2 separate regions of the Mus musculus genome follow, and region 1 is linked to region 2. Evidence: chromatin contacts called from public HiChIP or PLAC-seq data. All regions are on one chromosome and are shown on one strand. Each heading gives the region's core, a stretch centred on a gene start, on an enhancer-like site or on the middle of the called end of the contact. The rest is flanking DNA. Distances are from core to core; before and after follow the strand shown. Region 1 holds the start of Elovl7 (ELOVL family member 7, elongation of long chain fatty acids (yeast)). Region 2 holds the start of Zswim6 (zinc finger SWIM-type containing 6).

Region 1 (3,480 bases), core at 434-2,933, 320 kb after region 2:
GCTGCATAGTGAATCTCAAAAACACGAGATGCAAAAGGCTCCTTTCACAGAGGCCTTCAACAATGAAGCTTCCCCCTCCCATCCCCCCTCAAAAATCCCCATGCCCTTCCCCTTCCCGTGGTGCTTGTCAGGACCTGAACACATTTTTTTTTTCCTGACCTGGTTATGTATTAACTTTATTGTAAGCTCTGGTTAGACTGAAAGTTCCCTCCCTGAAAAGACAGAACATTTTTAGTTTGTTTTGGTTGTCTGCTGGATCTTTAGATCCTGGGGTGGGGTGGGGTGGGGTGGGGGTAACAGCATTAAATAGGTCTTAAATCTAATTAAATGAATCTAATTAGGCTCTTGCATGTTTGAAATTTTATACAGACAGAAACAGTGACAGGCATGTGACAATTGTCTCTAATTTTTAAGGCGTTTCCAAATCTACCAAACAACTTATTTGTAACATGAAAGAAGAGCATAAACAAGGATTCATTAGTTTGTTTTTTGATTGATGTAAAGCACTGAGCTCAGGAACTTGCACAAGCCGGGCAAGCCCTCTACCACCAAGTTACATCTCCAGTAGAAGATATCTTCAGCGTCTTAATTTGCATTTGAACTTCTGTCCTTTGGGAGTTGCTGTCTCCTTGACTATTCAGTGGGAGTGCCCAGAGTTTTAGGTAGACACTGAAACCTTATTTTCAATGTTCTAGGGTTGGGTCATGGAAGGCTGTCTTGCTTGCTTGTTTTTGCTTTCCCTATGCAAGGTCTCTACTTGTCAAGAGACTTCTTACCCTGATTCTAGGCTAGGAACTCTAGAGCAAGCAGAGCCCATGTGGTGAGGCAGTCCGCACAGGGAAGGCAAACTCTCGGGAGTGTAGGAGGGGGATGGAGGATAGGGGATGTTCTAGTTGAAAGATCAATTCTAGTTTTAGGTTTTGCTATAGAAGCAGATACCTCTAGACTTACATTTTGCCTTCCTGTGCTTGATTTAGAAATCGTTACAGTGTTTATTATGATCATAACTAAACACAGGACTAGCTCATTAAAAAAAAAAAAAAGTCCAGTGCACAAGCACAGGCCTACATTCATCCAGTTCAGCAATTCCAATCCATCAATCAGTGAAGGAGACGGGAGTTTGCTAGACTCTGTTCCTTGTTCTGATCACCATAAAAAAAAGTTGCATACAGTCTGTTCTTCATTGCACTAAAAGCCTCCCCGCGCCTCCTATTTTTCAACAATTCATTCTTAATAATTAAAAGGGATCGAGCTGCCAAAATCTGGCTTGGGCATCTTTACTGGTCTGGTCTCCATTTTAGAGACCTATTTCTCCTTCATCCCTTCTTCCCTCCAGCCGCGCCCTCCCTCGACCGGTCCTGTAATCCATTAGAGTCAAGCAGGACGACAATTCCCATAGTATTTTGGTTAAGCATGCGGATGAATCCAGATGTTGGTATTCACTCTCAGAAAGAAAGGGCACCAGTAGAGCGGACGGGAACCGGCCCCCTACTGCACCCTGGGTTGCTCGGGGCCAGGCTCTACCCGCGGCGAGGGCGGCAGCGGGAGAGGCTGGCATGACACCCCACCCCTCGGCGTCACCTGGCGGCGACGGGCAGGCGGGCCGGGGGGCGGTCCCGGGTGACGCGCGGGGCTGGGAGAGCCGGCAGGTGCCACCCTACCGCCTCCGCCCCTCGCAGCCTGGTCCGCAGCCCCGGCAGCAGGGGCCGCTGTGAGAGCTGCGCTCGCACTGCCCGCCGCCGCCCTCGGCTCCCGCGCGCGCTGCTCGCCCCTCGGCGCGGTGAGTGCGGGGCTGCGGGCCCCAGCAGACTGGGCGAGGCTTTCGGGGGTGGCGCGGAGGGCTGCGGGGGAAGGACGCGCGAGCCGAAGGGGTCGAGCCCCTGGGGGTCGCACGGGAAAGGAAGCGGCGTGGGGCCGGGCAGGGCCTCCCTCCTGGCGGTGCTGCTCGCTGGTCGGGCGCGCCGCGCTCACCTGTGCCTCCCGGAGCCCTGGAGCCCTGTACCCCTAGGGAAGATCGGGGCCCTCCGGGGCATGGGGTGCTGAGCTGCTGCGGTTGAGACTCAAGGAGGGAAGGTCTTGCTCGACCTTGGACCGCGGAGGTCACTTTCTCGGCTCCGGGTCCTGGCTTCCCAGACTCCTCTTCACAAACCAGCTATCCCTTCTTCCTGCTTCTGGGTGCGTCCCGCCTGCCCGAGGGAACTCAGGGCGCTGTCTCTTTGGCTCCGGGAACAGCATCCCGTCCCGGTGACTGCTGCGGGCCAGGGAGGGAGGATGAGTCCACGGCTGTGGAACAGGTCGTTCTGGAGACGGAGTGGCAACTCCTGTCATTTATCGCCTAGGTGTCTTGTGGTGTGAAGTGGGCCTTTCTTTCTTATCAGCCCTCGCTGATTCAAACTTACCGGATTCAGAGGAGCGCCTTTGGGGACTAACTGGAACTCGGGGTGGGAGCGGTCCGGCTGGCAGCAAGGCACAAAAGTCCCACTCCCACTGAACAATAGTTTCAGAGACCCGGCGATTGCCTACTGAACTCCCTCCTGTCCCTGAAGCTGCCCATGAGCGTTTTCTCTCAGCTCCGAGCTCCCAAGTCATCTTTTCTTCCACTCACTCCTGTTTTGCGTTTCTTGTATAAAACTCATCCTCTTTAGTGACTGCCGCCGCCGCCGTACTTTGCGCTTGTGGTTTACAATTTGCAGTTTTTGTTCGGGGGAAATTGTTCTCCCCAAGGTCATCGAGGACTAGGTTTAAAAAAAATCCCTTTCCCTTTACCCCATAGCAGATGCTTATCCAGTGCTGTGTGCCTGACACTGAGAGCTTAACCCTGTCAGTCTTCAAGTAGATATTGTTTTCAGTTTGGGGCTTGGCTTCCAGCCAGCCAGGAGCTCTTGGCCACTCTGCTAGTCTGATGAACCCAGAGTTCTTGGTTCTTACTGCTACTAAGCACTATGCAGGTTCAAGCATCAGGCCCGGGACACTTAATCTCTGGCCCCTTTTCCTCCTTGTTTGTTTTTTACTGTAGCAGCTAAAGCTGATATCAGTCTCTTGATCCCTCTTCTTGTCTCCCTGCTACGGGGTGTGAACCACACGTGCCCAGCCCTTTATAAGATAGATATCTTTAAAAGATAAAAAATTAGATTGACAGGTTGACTTCCTAAAACCTCATTTTTCAAGTCTACTTAACTTCAATTACAATCCAGGGGCCCTGTGTATTCAGTTGAGTCTAATATCTTTGAGGAGACGTTATAATACTCCGTTTCTGTGCCCCAGGCCTTCCCAACGCTCCCGTAGAAGATGGTTTCCGCCACCATTAACCTAGTCACCAAGATGCAAAATCTCAGCCATCCCGCCTCCTGCTACCACTCCCTAACCCCAATTATGGATTTATCCAGCTCTCTCCAGATCTCTCCTGCCTTTGTCAGTCTCAGCCTGCACCCCTCCCATCGCTCTTCACCACACTTCCTCTTTCCCAAAGCGAACACATAC
Region 2 (3,858 bases), core at 1,022-3,521:
AAAGGTGGGGGTAAGGATGGATAGCCTCAAAAACCAACCCCCCTCTTCGAGGGAAACGGTGCTGAGCAACACTGAGGGCTGTCTTTGGAAATAAATGACCATGCAGAAAATCACGTTTTCAGATTACATTAGAATTCAAATTAACCAAACAGGATTAAAACAAATCTTCTGTGTCGGGGCCACTGTCCAGACCCCCACTCCACTCCCAAGGAAAAGGATAAAAAGATTGGACCATAGAGAGAAAAGAACAAGTTAAAAGAGAGAGAGAGAGAGAGAGAGAGAGAGAGAGAGAGAGAGACGGACAGAGGCAGACACAGCCTTTCAAATCTATCAATCCTCATTCATTTGCTTCGGGGTTCATCCCTACAATTTCAACCAGTGTGGGAGGGGGGTTATAAAATACGCCTTCAGCAATCCGGAGGAAAAATATGGGGACAGGGAGGCTGCGCTGCAGCATTGTTCACTTCAATCCAGTTCAAACGTTCCCGTAACTATGGCTGGAAAAGATATCTAATCAGAAGAAAAAGAAAAGCCCCGCGGAAGGCAGAGGGATTTGAGAAAACTCTCCTGGTCTGTCAGAGAAAGAAGGGCTGTGCAGCTTTAAATCACAAGCCCTTCTCTCGCCTTTGTCAAATATCTTCTACTTTACAAGCCCTGAAAAGAAATAAAGAGGCTCTTTTGTTTGCTTTCCCCTTTTCGGAGGGTGACAGAAAATTGAAAGGGGCACAAATAAACCCGAAAGGAGAACAAACTGCCGGGAGGTGCGGGGCGCGCAGCAGCGCAGGGGCGCAGGGGCCGCGGGGCCCCTCGGTGCGGACGCCGGCCGCGGGTCACAGCGTCGGCGGTGCTGCCCGCTCCCTCAGCACCGCGCCCGAACCCCGGGCTCAGGCAGAAGTCGGGCGGCGGGGTGCCTCACGGGACGGAGAAGCGAGAGCGGCGCCCCTCAGCGGCCCGGCCGGCCGTCACTGCCGGCCGGGGTGGCTCGGGGACCCGGACGCGGACGCCGCGGAGCTCGTTGCAGACACCTTAAAGCAGCCTGAGTACGAGGGGCCGGCCGGCTAGCCGGCCGGCCGTCGGAGCCCCGAGCGGAGCGGTGGCCGAGCGGGGTTGAAGGGATCGCCACCACCCCACCTCGGACCGCGGGGCGCGGAGCAGCGCCAGAAGAAAGGACGCGAGCCGGGCAGTGCAGAGCGAGCGCCCCGGTCGGCATTGTCTGCGGCCCGCGCCCCCTCCCCCGCGCCGCACGCCCCAGCCCGAGCCCCGCGGCCACCCGCGCCTTTGTCCACGCCCGCCCCGCACACCCGCACTCAGCCTGCCGGACAGACGACCGGGACGCCGACACCCACCACCCCGCCACCGAGGGGCGCGTCCTTGCTGATTCATTTCCCACTCGCGCTAGCCCGTCCGGGGAGACGGGGGCGGGGACCAGCGGGAGGAAATGGGCGCTCCGCTCCGGGGACCGTCCGAGTCGCCCGCTGCTGCACCGCGCGCGCCCGACCCGAGGCGGCCCAGGGGATCGGAGGGGAGACCCTGCCCTCCCCCACCCCCGAGGGACAGGAGGACAGACCGAAGGACCGACGGCCCGCGGCAGCCCCGTGACTCACCGACTTGCAGGACGTTGTCTACGCAGCCACTCTCCAGCAGCGCGATACCCCGGCGGAAGGGCAGCCGCGTCTCGTCGCCGCCGTCCGCAGCGCTGGCCGCCCCCACCGACGGGGTCCCGGTGCCCGCGGCGACGGCGGCGGCGGCGGCTGAGGTGGCGGCCGGCGAGGATGAGGAGCCGCCGCGCCGCCGCGCCGCGCCCGTGCTGCCGCCCGCCGCCGCCGCCGCTGTCGTCGCCGGGGCCGCCCGCGGAGCCGCCGCCGGTGTTGAAGGACGAGTACATGCAGATCTCCCGCTCACTGCGGGGAAAGGACCAGTAGACGATGCGGCGCTGCACCGGCTCCGGGATGCGCTCGAAGCGCTCCTCCACGCGCTGGAACGGCCACTTCTCCGCCACCCTGCGCGCTGCGATGTCCAGCAGAGACTCGGGGCTTTGGGTCTTGCCCGGCGGCAGCAGCCCCAGTGCCGCGCCGCCCCCGCACGCCGCCGCCGCCGCCGCACCGCCCGCCCGCGGGCCGGGCCGACAGGCAGAGCTGTAGCCGCCACCCGCGCCGCCGCCGCTGCTGCCCCCACCACCGCCGCCGCCGCCGCCGCCGCCGCCCGGCCGGCAGCAGAGCCGTTTCGCGGGAGGAGGCTGCTGTCCGCGCTCCGCCATGACCGCGCCGCTTCTAACCCGACAGCGGAAGTGCCGGGACCCTATAAACGGCACAAGGAAGCGCGACACGCACACGCCGTGGCGACGCCACGCTGCCATCTAGGGCCCGCCGCTCCTTGTAGGGGCACGGGAGGTGTGGCCTAGGCCGTGACGACATCGCCGAGGAGGAGCGCCGATAGGGAGAACCTAGGGGAGGGGGCGGGGCCTATGCAAATCACTGGGCTGAAACATAAATAGAGCGCTCCGTGGACACGGGGGTGGCGGGGGCACCCGGGTTGGGTGCCCGGTGGGCTGTGAGAATGTCAGGCTGCTGTGACGCGGGAGGCGGGGCTCAGGCGGGGTTTCCGCGGGAGGGGTCGGGCCGTCTGCCAAGGGGAAGGGTGGGTGGGTCTCTGCGCCCCCTGTCTACTCAACTTAGCCCTCCAGCGCCCTGCCTCCTTTTGATGTCCGCCGAGCGTGGACGCTCCTCGTGGGTCGCCGCGGGGCGGGGAGGGGGGAGGGTTCCGGACTAAATGGAGGGCGGGCCGACTGCTCGATGCCCCACCCCCCAGTCAGCCGGCCCCGCGGGGAAAAGCCTCTGGGCGGAGGAGGCGCTTTCAAAACAAAGAAATGCTGCGTGAAGCCCCGGGGACGCGGCCGAGAGGAAGGCGGGGGAGGCGCGGCCCAGGCCGCCTGCTTTCCTTCCAACCCGGCGAAGCGAACTTCCCCCACCCTCGGCCGTGGCTGCGGCGCAGGGGGGAAAGGGAGGAGGGCTGAGCTCAGCCACTGTTTTCCACTTCACTTTTCGCCGACCCAGGTGGGGAAGGGGCGCGGCTGCCCCGCGTAACTGCAGCGCACCCAGCCCTGAGCCCCGGGTTCGCTCCGGCCCGGTGACACGCCAGGGAGCCGAGTCGATCGAGCGCCCGGACACGCGCAGCGCTCGGATGCTGCCCCGCAGCCGCTGGACGCGCGTCCCGAGCCGGCCGCGCCGCCCTGCCCCGCCCCGCCCTCGCACTCTTTCAGTCCTTCGGGCCAAGAAGCCGGCCCGCCCGGCTTCACCCCAGAGCCCCAGTCGCCCTCTGCCGCGACCTGCTGCAGACCCAGGGGGTCGGGCCGCTCACTTAGAGCGCACACACGGGCAGAGAGGATCGCGCAAACTCTCCAACGCGAGACGGTTGTCGCTCACGGCCGCCCGGTGGCGGACAACAGCCGCGGGCGCTCTGGAATCTGCGGCGGGGCTGAGACCTGGAGTCCTTGGCGCTCCGGACGCGCGCTGCGCTCCCTGCAGCATTGGCGGCGCCCGACCGGCGGGTCCTCCCCGCTGCAGGGCAGCAGGAGAGCGAGCAGCGCTGGGAGACGGTGCCCGGGCGCCAGCGGAGGCGGAGAAACGAGTCCCCGTCTGAACCGGGAACCCTGCGGACATTGTTCTTCGCACTCTGCAGAGCTTGGTTAGATCTCAGCCAAGCCGCAGGCTTAATGACCACGTTAGACACTCTGACTTCTTGCTCCACCTTCTGTTTTTACTGTAAACAGTGTTAGAGATACTGTCCTATTGTTGGAGATAAGCCCTAGCTCCTCTGACACTTTCGCATATTGGCTACTCCCCACTGCCTACCTGGTCT

Evidence for each region. HiChIP or PLAC-seq counts read pairs in DNA pulled down with a chosen protein or histone mark.
Region 1: an HNF4G HiChIP or PLAC-seq map of pancreatic cancer cells shows a contact between it and region 2. The contact joins the promoter of Elovl7 here to the promoter of Zswim6 in region 2. A contact is called at or near these places in 3 of 484 Hi-C or Micro-C datasets (all in embryonic stem cells) and 2 of 115 datasets of contacts at active chromatin or transcription factors (memory CD8 T cells and pancreatic cancer cells).

What each region holds. Positions count from the first base shown.
Region 1 is chr13:108,212,721-108,216,200 of GRCm38.p6, forward strand. Elovl7 (ELOVL family member 7, elongation of long chain fatty acids (yeast)) reads left to right here and starts at 1,684. Exons shown (of 8, transcript NM_029001.5): 1 at 1,684-1,780.
Region 2 is chr13:107,887,793-107,891,650 of GRCm38.p6, forward strand. Zswim6 (zinc finger SWIM-type containing 6) reads right to left here and starts at 2,272. Exons shown (of 18, transcript NM_145456.3): 1 at 1,812-2,272; 2 at 1,802-1,810; 3 at 1,794-1,799; 4 at 1,789-1,791; 5 at 1,605-1,786. The coding sequence starts at 2,257.